2 separate regions of the Mus musculus genome follow, and region 2 is linked to region 1. A link is a contact called in public promoter capture Hi-C data. All regions are on one chromosome and are shown on one strand. The core of a region is the stretch at or near the end of the contact, and the rest is flanking DNA. Distances in the headings are between cores, read along the strand shown. Region 1 has its middle 24 kb from the start of Ddx6. Region 2 overlaps Phldb1 (pleckstrin homology like domain, family B, member 1).

Region 1 (5,275 bases), core at 2,421-4,920:
CTGCCTCTTTGCCACCAAGCTTCCCACTAGAGTGATAATGGACTAAGCCGCTGAACCCTGCAAGCCAGCCCTAATTAAGGGCTTTCCTTTCTAAGAGTTGCCATGGTCATAGGGTCTCTTTCCCAGCGATAGAAAAGCCAAGACAGAAGTGTAGAATTCTGGGACATTTGATATAGACATAAGTTGTTTAACAAATTTATCCCGTGTCATGGTTACTATTATCTATTTTTAAAGTTTTATATGTCTGTCTCTCTTTCTTTCTTTCTTTTTCTTTTTCTTTTTCTTTTTCTTTTTCTTTTCTTTCTTTCTTTTCTTTTTTTTTTTTTTTTTTTTTTTTTTTTTGAGACAGGGACTTCATGTAGTCCTGGCTGGCTGGAACTCACTATGACTGGCCTTGAACTCCCAGAGACCTGCCTGCCTCTGCTTCTTGAGTGCTGGGATCAAAGGTGTGTGCCACCATGGCAGCCATTGCTGGTATTTTCGTGTTAAGCTCGCTTGACCTAAAAATATACTCACACTGCTCGTGGCTCGTGTAAGATGTAACCACGCCCCTCGCCGTAAAGTCAATCATCTCTTCGGTTCTCCTTTGCGATTTCCTCTTTAGTAGGGTGTGTGTTGGAAGAACCGCAGCATGACTGACCAGCAGGTGCCTGGCTTTCCTGTTGACAGCGACTATCCCAGCAACACGTCACACTTTCCCCATCAGCAACTGTCAATAGAGACACCTGTTGCTTCAGTGGATTCCAGGGATTCTGTTGAGAGCAGCGGTTCTCAACCCGTGGGTCGTGACCCTTCCACAGGGGCCACGTATCAGATATCCTGCATATCAGATATTTACATTATGATTCAGAAGGGTAACACAATTACAGTTACATAAAACTGTAATTACAAAATTACAGTTATGAAGGCACAACAAAAATAATGTCATAGGTGAGGGTGGCTACAACATGAGGAACTGCATATAAAAGGGTCTCAGTATTAGGAAGGTTGAGAACCACCGGTCTAGAGTCACATCTACGCCCCAGCCCCATTATGGTGTAAGATGAAATCCTTCCCCAAGTTAGAAAGTTAGGAGGGAAGGAGAGAGTGAAGGAAAGACAGAAGATTGTTCACACGCGAACTTTCCAGCTTTCAGTTGCTCTTCAGTAATCTATTTCCTTCACTGAGCTTCATGATAGCAGAATCCAATGAGTAGCCCTCTTGGTACATTTACATGCCCTATGCTACTTAGATACCAAGGGACAAAAATTACTTTTACACAGCAATCTAATAAGGAAAACATAAAATCCCTGGAAACCCTTAAGTAACCCTAATGTCACCGATCAATCAACATGAGCCCATAAACTAACTTGGGCTTTTGGAAGCACTAGTCTCTGCTGCGAGAGTTTGCTTTGCACACTCAGTGTGGAGCTGGAGGCAAGTAATCACACAGCTATCCACACTTTCAAAGGTGCAGCCGGCCCAGGAGTGGGCGATGAGCAGACAGAGTCAGGGAGAAGAGCATGGAAGAGCTGTAAAGGGTCACACAGCTGTGCCTGTGGGCAAAGCTGGGGGTGGGATCCTGCAGCTCAATTAGAGGAAATTAGTTGTGTTTGTTTCTGTTTCTATGACAACCAAAGTACCTTAGAAACAGGAAATAGGCCAGGTGGGGGAAATAAAGAGAAACACAAATCCTCACATTACAACACCCTTAATGGGCCTTAAGACAGCCGATTGTAGACTTTCCTAGTTAATGGTTATAGAAGCCACTGGTTTTATGCACATACTTAATCCCAGCATTTGGGTGGCAGAGGCAGAAGGATTAACGACAGTATCTTCAGCTACAAAGCAAATTGGAGCCCAGCCTAAGCTATATGAGACTCAGTCTCAAGAAGAAGGTGGGGAAAAAAAGAACAAGAAGAGATGGAGGTGGCAGTTGGGTCACCAAAATGAATCAGTGTACTATGGCACTTTCGGCCAAACCTGACAACTTGAGTTTGATTCCCCAGGACCCACATGGTGGAAGGAGAGAAATGAGTTCTGCACGTTGTCTTTGACCTCCATGTGCAAGCCTTGGTATCAGAGCGTGGGTGCACGCACACACACAACGAATAAGTGTAAAGCATTTGTATTTAGTGATTTAGATATTTTCCTCTGCAATCTTAGATTTATTTTATTTTGTGTAAATGAGTATTTGCCTATATATACAGAGGTTCACCACGTGTGTGTCTGGTGCCTGCAGAAGCTAGAAAGAGTGTCAAATTCCCTGGAACTGGAGTTATGAATGGTTGTGAACCACATGTAGGTGCTGGGAACCAAACCTGGGTCCTTTGTAAGAGCAACAAGTGCCCTAACCAGAGCCATCATCTCTCATGATTGGTACACCTATTTTTAGAAGATTTGTTGTTATCTTTAATCATGTGCATGTGTGTATGCTGGGCGGTATCAGCTCCTCATGGACCTGAATTACAGACAGTTGGGAATCGCCACCCGCATATGGGTGCTGGGAACTAAATCTGGGTCCCCTGGAAGAGCAGTGTGTGCCTTCAACCACTATAGTGAGCATGAAGGTAGGTGCGTGTAGTTAGTATAACAAAAGTTATATTTTATTATGCTGAGGGTTCACACTCTGAACTCCTAACTAATGGTTTGAAGCCTATCTCCCCAAGGCTACTCACCGGTACGAGTTATCTTAGCTGAAGGTCAGGTCCAGTCTTTAACAGAAGTCTAAAGTCTCTAAGTCTTTGATTTGAGGGTCAGGACCCTGTTTGAGATTCTGTAGCCACAGGGTAGATCAAGGTGGCGTCTCTCTAGATGTGTAGAGCAGAATATTGCTCTCGATCTCTGCTTATATACTGTTGAATGGGTGTCACGGGTTCCAGGACTGTGTCTGGTTATCTTGGGTGAAGGATATCCCTGGGTTCTGGTTATCGGGTGCAGCCTTGGGTGGAGTGTTGGATCTTGTCTAAGCTATTTTTAGATGTCTGAAAGGCATTTTGTTTTTTACTACGTTCATTATCATTTCCCCAGCCCCTGCAATGCTTTTACATTCCCTGAAGAGGTTGAGAACTATTTCTGAGCCAGACATGGTGGAGTTCCCCTTTAATCCCAGTACCTGAGAGGTGGAGGCAGCCAGAACTCTGTAAGCTTGAGGCCAACCTGGTCTACGTAGTGAGTACAACTGGGACTACACAGAGAATCCATGTCTCAAGGGAAAAGAAAAAAGGGAGAAGAAGGAGGAGGAGGATGAGAGGGAGGAGGAGGGGGGAGGGGGAGGGGAAGGGAGGAGAAAGGGAAGGGGGAAGGGGGAAGAAGAAGAAGAAGAAGAAGAAGAAGAAGAAGAAGAAGAAGAAGAAGAAGAAGAAGAAGAAAGAAGAGGAGGAGGAGGAGGGGAAGGAGGAGAAGGAGAAGAGGAAGAGGAAGAGGAAGAAGAAGAAGTCTCTCTGAATAAAGGATATTTTTATTTCTGGGAGCAGATGTTTGTCAACATGGAGAATTCATTCTTCCTTCTTGTTGGGCTTTTACTTCCACTTTTGAGAGCCTGCCTGGATCAGAGAGCTGCAAGTCACAGCTGCTTCATTGCTGACATCAACACATCACTCTCAACTCCCGTTGAACTGCAGTCTCCTAATAGGGGATTTCGTATTTTCCCTTGGCCCCTCCCCCTTTTGGCGGCCCCTCCTCCTACACGCTACCACTAGGTTGCTTCCTGGTTCTCCTTTGCCTACAGAAAGCCCACACTACTGTTTGTTTTGCTTGAGATGGTGTCCCCCTTTTGGTAAGCTGGTCTTGATGTCATCGGCAAAAGTGCCCCTTGAGGAACTGGAATCACGTGTTTGCAGCACTGTGCCTGCCAGACTGCCAGGGACCACACAACTGAAGTACTTTTGGGACCCTCCCCGGTCTTTATATTTGTTTATTTACATTTTATTTATATTTGTTTATTTATCTTTATGTTTGTTTACTTACGTACTGCTTTTTTTTTTTTTGAGGGGCAGGGTATAAAACAGGGTCTTTTATATCCCAAGCTGGCTTCAGACGCTTTGTGTAGCTAAAATCACCCTGACCTCATCCTCCTGTCTCTGTCTCCCACATCACAGACCTGGTTTATTGGGTGCTGGGGATCAAACCTAGGACCACATGCCTTGTATGCAAGTGCTCTCCCAACCCAGCCCCAGGTCCAGCCCTGTAAAGTTAATGTCCTCACTCCCCACCAGAGTCTTCACTATTCTTTTCTATCTCTGCATCCTCAAGAACAGAGAGCAAGACTGCATCCACGAAGCTCCCGTAGAGCTGTGGACACGTCTGTTTCCCACGAGGAAGGAGTTTCCATCACAGCAGCTGCCTAGGGGAGGGAGCGTTAAAGATTTTGCTCTTCCATCCTTCTCCTGACTTCCAATTGACTGATTTGTTCAAAACTCTAAAAATATTTATTAAGGAGAAAGACGTACATGATCTGAAGAGAACCCAAAGTATAATCAAAGTATTTGCTGCCTGATGATGCCACACTAGACAAATGTGCCTAAGTCATTTTCCTGTTGTAATAATTATGACATGTGGTGTTGGAGCAATGGCCCAGTTGGCTTGCTTTACACTCATAAAGACCTGAATTTGGTGCTGGTGAGATAGCTCAGTGGGTAAGAGCACTCGACTGCTCTTCCAAAGGTCCGAAGTTCAAATCCCAGCAACCACATGGTGGCTCACAACCATCCATAATGAGATCTGACTCCCTCTTCTGGAGTGTCTGAAGACAGCTACAGTGTACTTACATATAATAAAAATAAATAAATCTTAAAAAAAAAAAAAGACCTGAATTTGATTCCTGAGGCCCACATAGAAGGCTAGACATTATGTCATGACCTTAGCCAGCCAGCACAGCCCAACTGTGAGCCCCAGGTCCCTCTGAGAGACTCTGTCTCAAAAAACAAGATGCAGGACGGCAAGAAAGCTCAGCAGAGGCTGGGCGTGGTGGCGCATGCCTTTCATCCCAGCACTTGGGAGGCAGAGGCAGGCGGATCTCTGAGTTCAAGGATAGCCTAGTCTACAGAGTGAGTTCCAGGACAGCCAGGGCTACACAGAGAAACCCTGTCTCATAAAACAAAAACAAAAACAAAAAAAAACAAAAGAAAGAAAGAAAGCTCAGCAGATAAAAGGCACTTACTTATTGCACAAACCTAGTGACCTGGGTTTTACCCCTGGAACCCACAATGGAAGGAGAGAACTTACTCACTTCTGTACCTGTGCCCTGTGCAGCACCCCATATATATATCATATACACAATAATAATAAGTATAAT
Region 2 (5,552 bases), core at 235-2,734, 130 kb before region 1:
CTGGCTGTGGAAGAGGAGCGGGCTCAGGTTCTGGGGCGAGTAGAACAGCTGAAGATCCGAGTGAAGGAGCTGGAACAGCAGCTGCAGGAGGCAGCCCGAGAGGTGACCTGGCCGGGAGGTGTGCAGGCCCTGGGATGGGGCCTCACCCTTGGGTCCCAGCCTTGACAGAATGCTGATACCCTTGTCTAGGCCGAGATGGAGAGAGCACTGCTGCAGGGGGAGCGGGAGGCAGAGCGAGCCTCGCTGCAGAAGGAACAAAGGGCGGTGGACCAGCTGCAGGAGAAGTTGGTGGCCTTGGAGACAGGCATCCAGAAGGACAGGGACAAGGTAACCCATACCTGACTACCAGTGGCCCAGAAGGAAGGCAGTATCCCTTCCCTGGCGATGCACATCCCTCAGCATCCGTCCTGCAATCCGAGTGGTCTCTGTAGCCCTCTAGGGACAGGGGCCCTTGTACTCTGTGGAAGATACAAGCTTGGATGGTACTGCCGGGGGCTGGTCTGGTGTTTGGGGGTCTAGATCTCTGTGCTGCCTCTGGTTGCCTGGGTGCCTGCCGTTCTGGAACCTGTGTGGTCCTTCTAGGAAGTGCCAAAGCCCTTTCTTGGGCACTGAGCACAGCCTGAAGGACTGGTGCTGCTGGGATGGGGGGCATGACTCGGGTTTGGAGCCCACCATGAGGAGAAAGCTCCCTCCAGCATGCCTCAGGTGCTTAGGATGTGGTCTTTGGGAGATGGCCCACAGGCCTCTGTTTCCTATCATCAGGATCTGCAGCCTCCCATCCCAGATGGTCCCAGCCCTGCCCCTGACCCTTTCAGATTGAGTGCCAGTCTTCAGGGGCTGCTCCATCCCACGGGGGTTGTGCCAGCCATGTCCAAGATGCCCAACGGCGTGCCAAAAGCTCTGAAGTGGAGAGGGTTCATCTATTTCTGGATTTGACAGTATTTTTCTAAGAGGTTTAATTTTTCCTTCTGGATTATTTTTGAGACTTATCTTCCTCTTGCTCTCAATTTTGAGGATCTTAAAAATTCGTTGCTGCCCCCTTTTTATAAATGGAGCTTTGGCTCTGGCCCCCAAAACCACACTCCCAGATTCTGTGCCAGATTAACCCTATGCTTGCCGACCAGGCCTGCACTAACGCCCCCTCTAATCACTGTCCTGGGCTCTTCGCATGCCCCTAACTGCCAGGCCGCCCAGGCAGGGCTGACTTAGGCCAGCTTTACTAACTCCATGGGTACCTTTGTGCCCTTGGCCTCTCCCCTCTAATGTTGCCTTCTTTTCTTGGTGTGGGTCCCCATTATCAGAAGGGAACTGGCAGAAAGGCACAGCTAAATTTTGCTTAGTGGAACACTGACAGGAGGAGTATAAGAGTGTGTGTGTGTGTGTGTGTGTGTGTGTTTTGCGGGGAGATGTGCATGACCAAGGAGATGTTCTGCCCAAACAGCGCCTCCTACTGGAAAGGTCTGGGCTTTGCCTCCATAATGTTGCCTGTTTACTGAAGGGCAGGGATTGGAGGTGCAGTGAACTGTTTGTCCCTTCTGCTTAGCCCTCCAGAGCTGAGTAATAAGGAGGTCAGATGTGGGCACAGTCTTGGAGAGCTTGAAGAGGCCCTTTCTGAGTGGCTGGCTACCCATTCTTGCTTCCCTGAATTCAGATGTTCCTTTCCCTACCTCTACCCTGGAGGCCACCTAGAACACAGGATAATTTCAAGGCAGAAGCATCTAGACTTCAGGACTGGCTTGACCAAGGCCTTCCCTCCAGGATGGGTGGGTGAACTGGGCTGGTGCAGCACAGGGGAAAGGCATTCCACAAGCAGCTTGGCTAGCCTCACTTAGCTGAGATTGCTCCTAGGACTTTGCCTTCCCTCCGGTCCAGGTGTTTGAGGCGTGATAGTGAAGTGGTGGTGGTGGTGGTGGTGGTGGTGCTGATGCTGTTGGTGGTGTTGGGAAGGTTCTCTTGACTTTCCCGCCCAGCTTCCAGCCCATGGCCCCACTCTGGCTTTGGAATCAGTAATCACAGTGTCTCCTCTGCATGTCCTTCAGAGGGGTGACTCACCAACTCCTCCCTCGTCCCCCTTTCCGCCCTCAGAGGTGTCATCTCACCCCAGACAGAGCCATCCACCTCCTCCCTGTATCCACTCCTGGGGCTCCTATTACCATGGCAACGGGCCGAACTAATTGCAACCCTCATCCCTACTGAAGTTCAGCCTGCTTTGCTGGCACCCCACCTCCACCCTGGGCAGGAGGGGAGGGAGGCCATGGGGGTTGGGCTGGGGTCCCCTTGCTGCACTGCTGTAACTCTAACAACTTTAGCTCCACGTTTACTCCCCAGTCCTATATTTAACTCTTCCCACCATCCCCATTTTTCCCAGGGTTAAATTTTGGTCTCGGAACAGTGATAGAACTCAAGGCTTGGTACTTGCCTTCTTGCATCGGCTTTAACTTTAGTTTGAAGCGGAACCGGAAGGTCCCGTCTTAGGACCTTCCAAAACATTTCTAAAGGGACCAACATTTCCACCCTGCCCCCACACCTCTGCCTTTGTTACACCGTCCCCTGCCTGAGTCCCGTCTTAAACCTCTGTTTCTTCTCCTGCTCTCTTCCGTCTCGCTGCTTGCCCCCCAACTCCCGGTGTACTCCTGTGCTCGCCCCTGCCCCCCGCGCCGGGCCGGAGTTGAGGAGTGTGTGTTCTCTCTCCCCTGTGCCCCGCCTCCCTCCCCTCCCGCCGACCAGGAGAGGGCGGAGCTGGCCGCGGGACGGAGGCACCTGGAGGCCCGCCAGGCGCTCTACGCCGAGCTCCAGACGCAGCTCGATAACTGCCCCGAGTCAGTGCGGGAACAGTTACAGGAGCAGCTGAGAAGGGTCAGTTCCACCAGCCCCCTCCCCGGCCCCCGTGGGCCACCGCCCTGACCGAAGATAGGAGAGCGGTGGGACAGGACCACCTGGCCCCTGCAGTACTTGCCGGACAACAGGGTCGGTGCAGAGGCTTGGAAGGGGACCAGCAATGTTGGGTGGGATCAGTGCTCCAGATCGCGATGTCCCGCGAAAAGGGCTCAGCCAAAAAAGTAGAGGGAGTTGGGCGGTGGGGCCGGTTCCTTCCCCAGTTTCCCCGGGTCCAGCCCCACCTAACTCCTGACTTTGTGGCCTGGCCTTCCTGGCCCAGAGTGGCTTTGAGAGCATCCCCACACCCAAACACGATGTCACTGTCGTTGAAGGAGGCAGACGCTCTAGAGACTGAGACAAAGCTCTTTGAGGACCTGGAGTTCCAGCAGCTGGAGCGTGAGAGTCGCGTGGAGGAGGAGCGGGAGCTGGCCGGCCAAGGGCTGCTGCGGAGCAAGGCTGAGTTGCTGCGCAGTGTGAGCAAGAGGAAGGTGCGCACTGCTCACTCCTGCATAGCCTGAGTGCAGGATGGAGGCTAGTAACCAGGGGTTGAGTCACATTCTGTGAACGACACAAAAGACATCTTTTTGTGTCTCCGTTACTTAATGACTGTCAGTAAGAATGAGAACTATAGGGCTGGTGTGGAATTAATGTGGAAAGGCAGAAGAGCGGATGATGATGGCTCAGCAAGGAGAGTTAGTTTTACTAAACCCTGGCTCTCCGAAGTCTCTCAAGGGAAAGTGTAATTGCTCACACTGAGAGCTCTCAGTAGTGTGTCCAGGAAAAGAGTGTGGAGGAGGAGTCTGCAGCTGAGGTGCCTTGCTACTGCCCTTGAATGTCTTCTTATGGTGTTGGAGATCTAGCCCAGAGCCTTCTGAATGCTAAGCACATATCTGCCATTCAGCTATATCTCTGTCATTCCGCTTCATCTCTGTCCATGCCCTTCTAGAGCTGTTGGAGGTTCTGGGATACACTCAGAGACCTAAGATCTGGAGGCTAGCCTTGCTAGGAAGTTATCCACCTGGGTTCCTGCTTTGGTCCCACTCGGTCTATCTGCAAAGAGAGAAGATGGAGCATTGTCCCTGATCAGCTCAGATTTGCTAAAGCTGTAGTCTCAGCCACACCAAGCATAGACAGTGACAGAGGATGGGCCATGTGTTAGCATCGAGAAGCAGGAAAGGGTTAGGGGCGTGGCTTAGGTGATGCCAGAGTCTATGGCTAACACCAAGGCCCATATAACATGCAGTTTCCTGGCTTCAGTGTATGTGGAAGATAAGGACAGCGAAGTCTGGGCCGTAGGGTTCAAATGGAAGATGGGGACTTGCTGGCCAGCCTGGGGTTCGATGGTAAAATGGAGCCACTGGGTGTCATACATTCAGATCCTTTGTTTCCTTCCCTGAGCTGTTCTGCCATTTAAAAAAAAAAATGTGCCCTTGGGGACTGTAGAGATGGCTCGGTAGTTAAGAGCACTAGGGGCTTTTCCAAAGGACCCATATTTGATTCCCGTCATCCACTGGGTGGTTCACAATCATCTCTAACCCCAGTTCCAGGGGATCCAACACCTTTCCTGACCACCTCTGGCTGTCATAGTGTGTGCATGTGTATCTGGTACACAGTGCACAGATAAACATGCACACAAATACATGTAAAATAAAGTAAGTAATTGTATTTTTTTAAATGCACTCACTGTCCTGATAGAAGATGCAGGAAGGGAAGAAAACTCCCATTTCCCAGGCTCATGGTGCAGATCCTACTAGGACCATTCCCTGAGTTTCTTGTGCTATTCTTAGGGTATTGCCTAGTTTTACAGGTGACTCAGAAACTCCCTGTTTGCACAGAGCCTTTTGTCATACAAGCCTCAGAATCAGGGTAGGAACTCAAGCCTGCTAGAATTCACTAGGCTGCAAAGCCCAAGGCATTTCTGCTGTGCGACATGCGATCTGGATTGGCGTTTCTTCACTGTTCTTCCCCCTTGCTTGGAGAGGATACAACCAGTAGATCCAGATCAGCTACAGGTCCTTGAGGGTTCAGGAACTCTGTCTCTTCTCTTTGTGCCTGGCCTAGGGCTGGGAAGCCAGCTCAGGCTCTTAATGCCTGGACTGTGTGTGTGTGTGCATATATGCATATGTGTATGTGCATTGTGATATTCTTTCCTATACTGGTGAGCTTTGTCCGGCCCTTGTCCCTGCAGAAGTCCCCTGAAGCGAGTGTCTGTCCACTGTGGTTCAGAGCAGTTGAGAAAGCTGTCCTTCAGGTTTGGTTCTAGTCCTGAGTCCACCACTACTACCCAGCAAATCTTAGCTCCTAAACATGTCAGGGTTCTCCTCTCTAAAACAGGCGTAAAAGCACCCGCTGCATAAGGTTAGATGAAGTAATGGATAAAACTCTCAGGAGCACTTCCAGCCCTCCTGGAATGTTCCAAGTAAGCCGTGGCGGCTGCTGTGAGGATTCCTGTCTGCTGTTGCCGGTTGTTGTGTAGGCTAACTCTCAGGTTTAAGATAGCTCCCTTCTTCGTGCCTCCCCCTCCCGTGTGCTACTCCTAAGTGATGGTCGAAGATATCCTGAGATTAATTCAACATGTTTTGCTTACCTTTCATCTTTTCCTCTCAGAAATATTTTCATTTTCTTTTAGCAACGTGGTTGTTGAGCCAGGTCTGTGCTAAAGCCCTGTTGGGGTT

What was found. Capture Hi-C pulls out chosen DNA fragments and counts their contacts.
Region 2: a contact with region 1 is called in a promoter capture Hi-C map of adipose tissue. The contact joins two enhancer-like sites. A contact is called at or near these places in 2 of 115 datasets of contacts at active chromatin or transcription factors (embryonic stem cells and pancreatic cancer cells) and 4 of 9 other capture datasets (adipose tissue, embryonic stem cells, liver and 1 more).

What each region holds. Positions count from the first base shown.
Region 1 is chr9:44,577,931-44,583,205 of GRCm38.p6, reverse strand. No RefSeq gene overlaps it. Among named protein-coding and RNA genes, the nearest start is that of Ddx6, 24 kb to the left of the region's middle. Within about 2 kb of position 3,670, at least 73 of the 459 cell types and tissues checked have an H3K27ac peak or open chromatin away from gene starts, as enhancers often do. A contact at or near this core is called in adipose tissue, where this site is marked.
Region 2 is chr9:44,705,698-44,711,249 of GRCm38.p6, reverse strand. Phldb1 (pleckstrin homology like domain, family B, member 1) reads left to right here. Exons shown (of 22, transcript NM_153537.4): 8 at 1-102; 9 at 190-327; 10 at 3,210-3,365. Among named protein-coding and RNA genes, the nearest start is that of Phldb1, 27 kb to the left of the region's middle. Within about 2 kb of position 1,484, at least 126 of the 459 cell types and tissues checked have an H3K27ac peak or open chromatin away from gene starts, as enhancers often do. A contact at or near this core is called in adipose tissue, where this site is marked.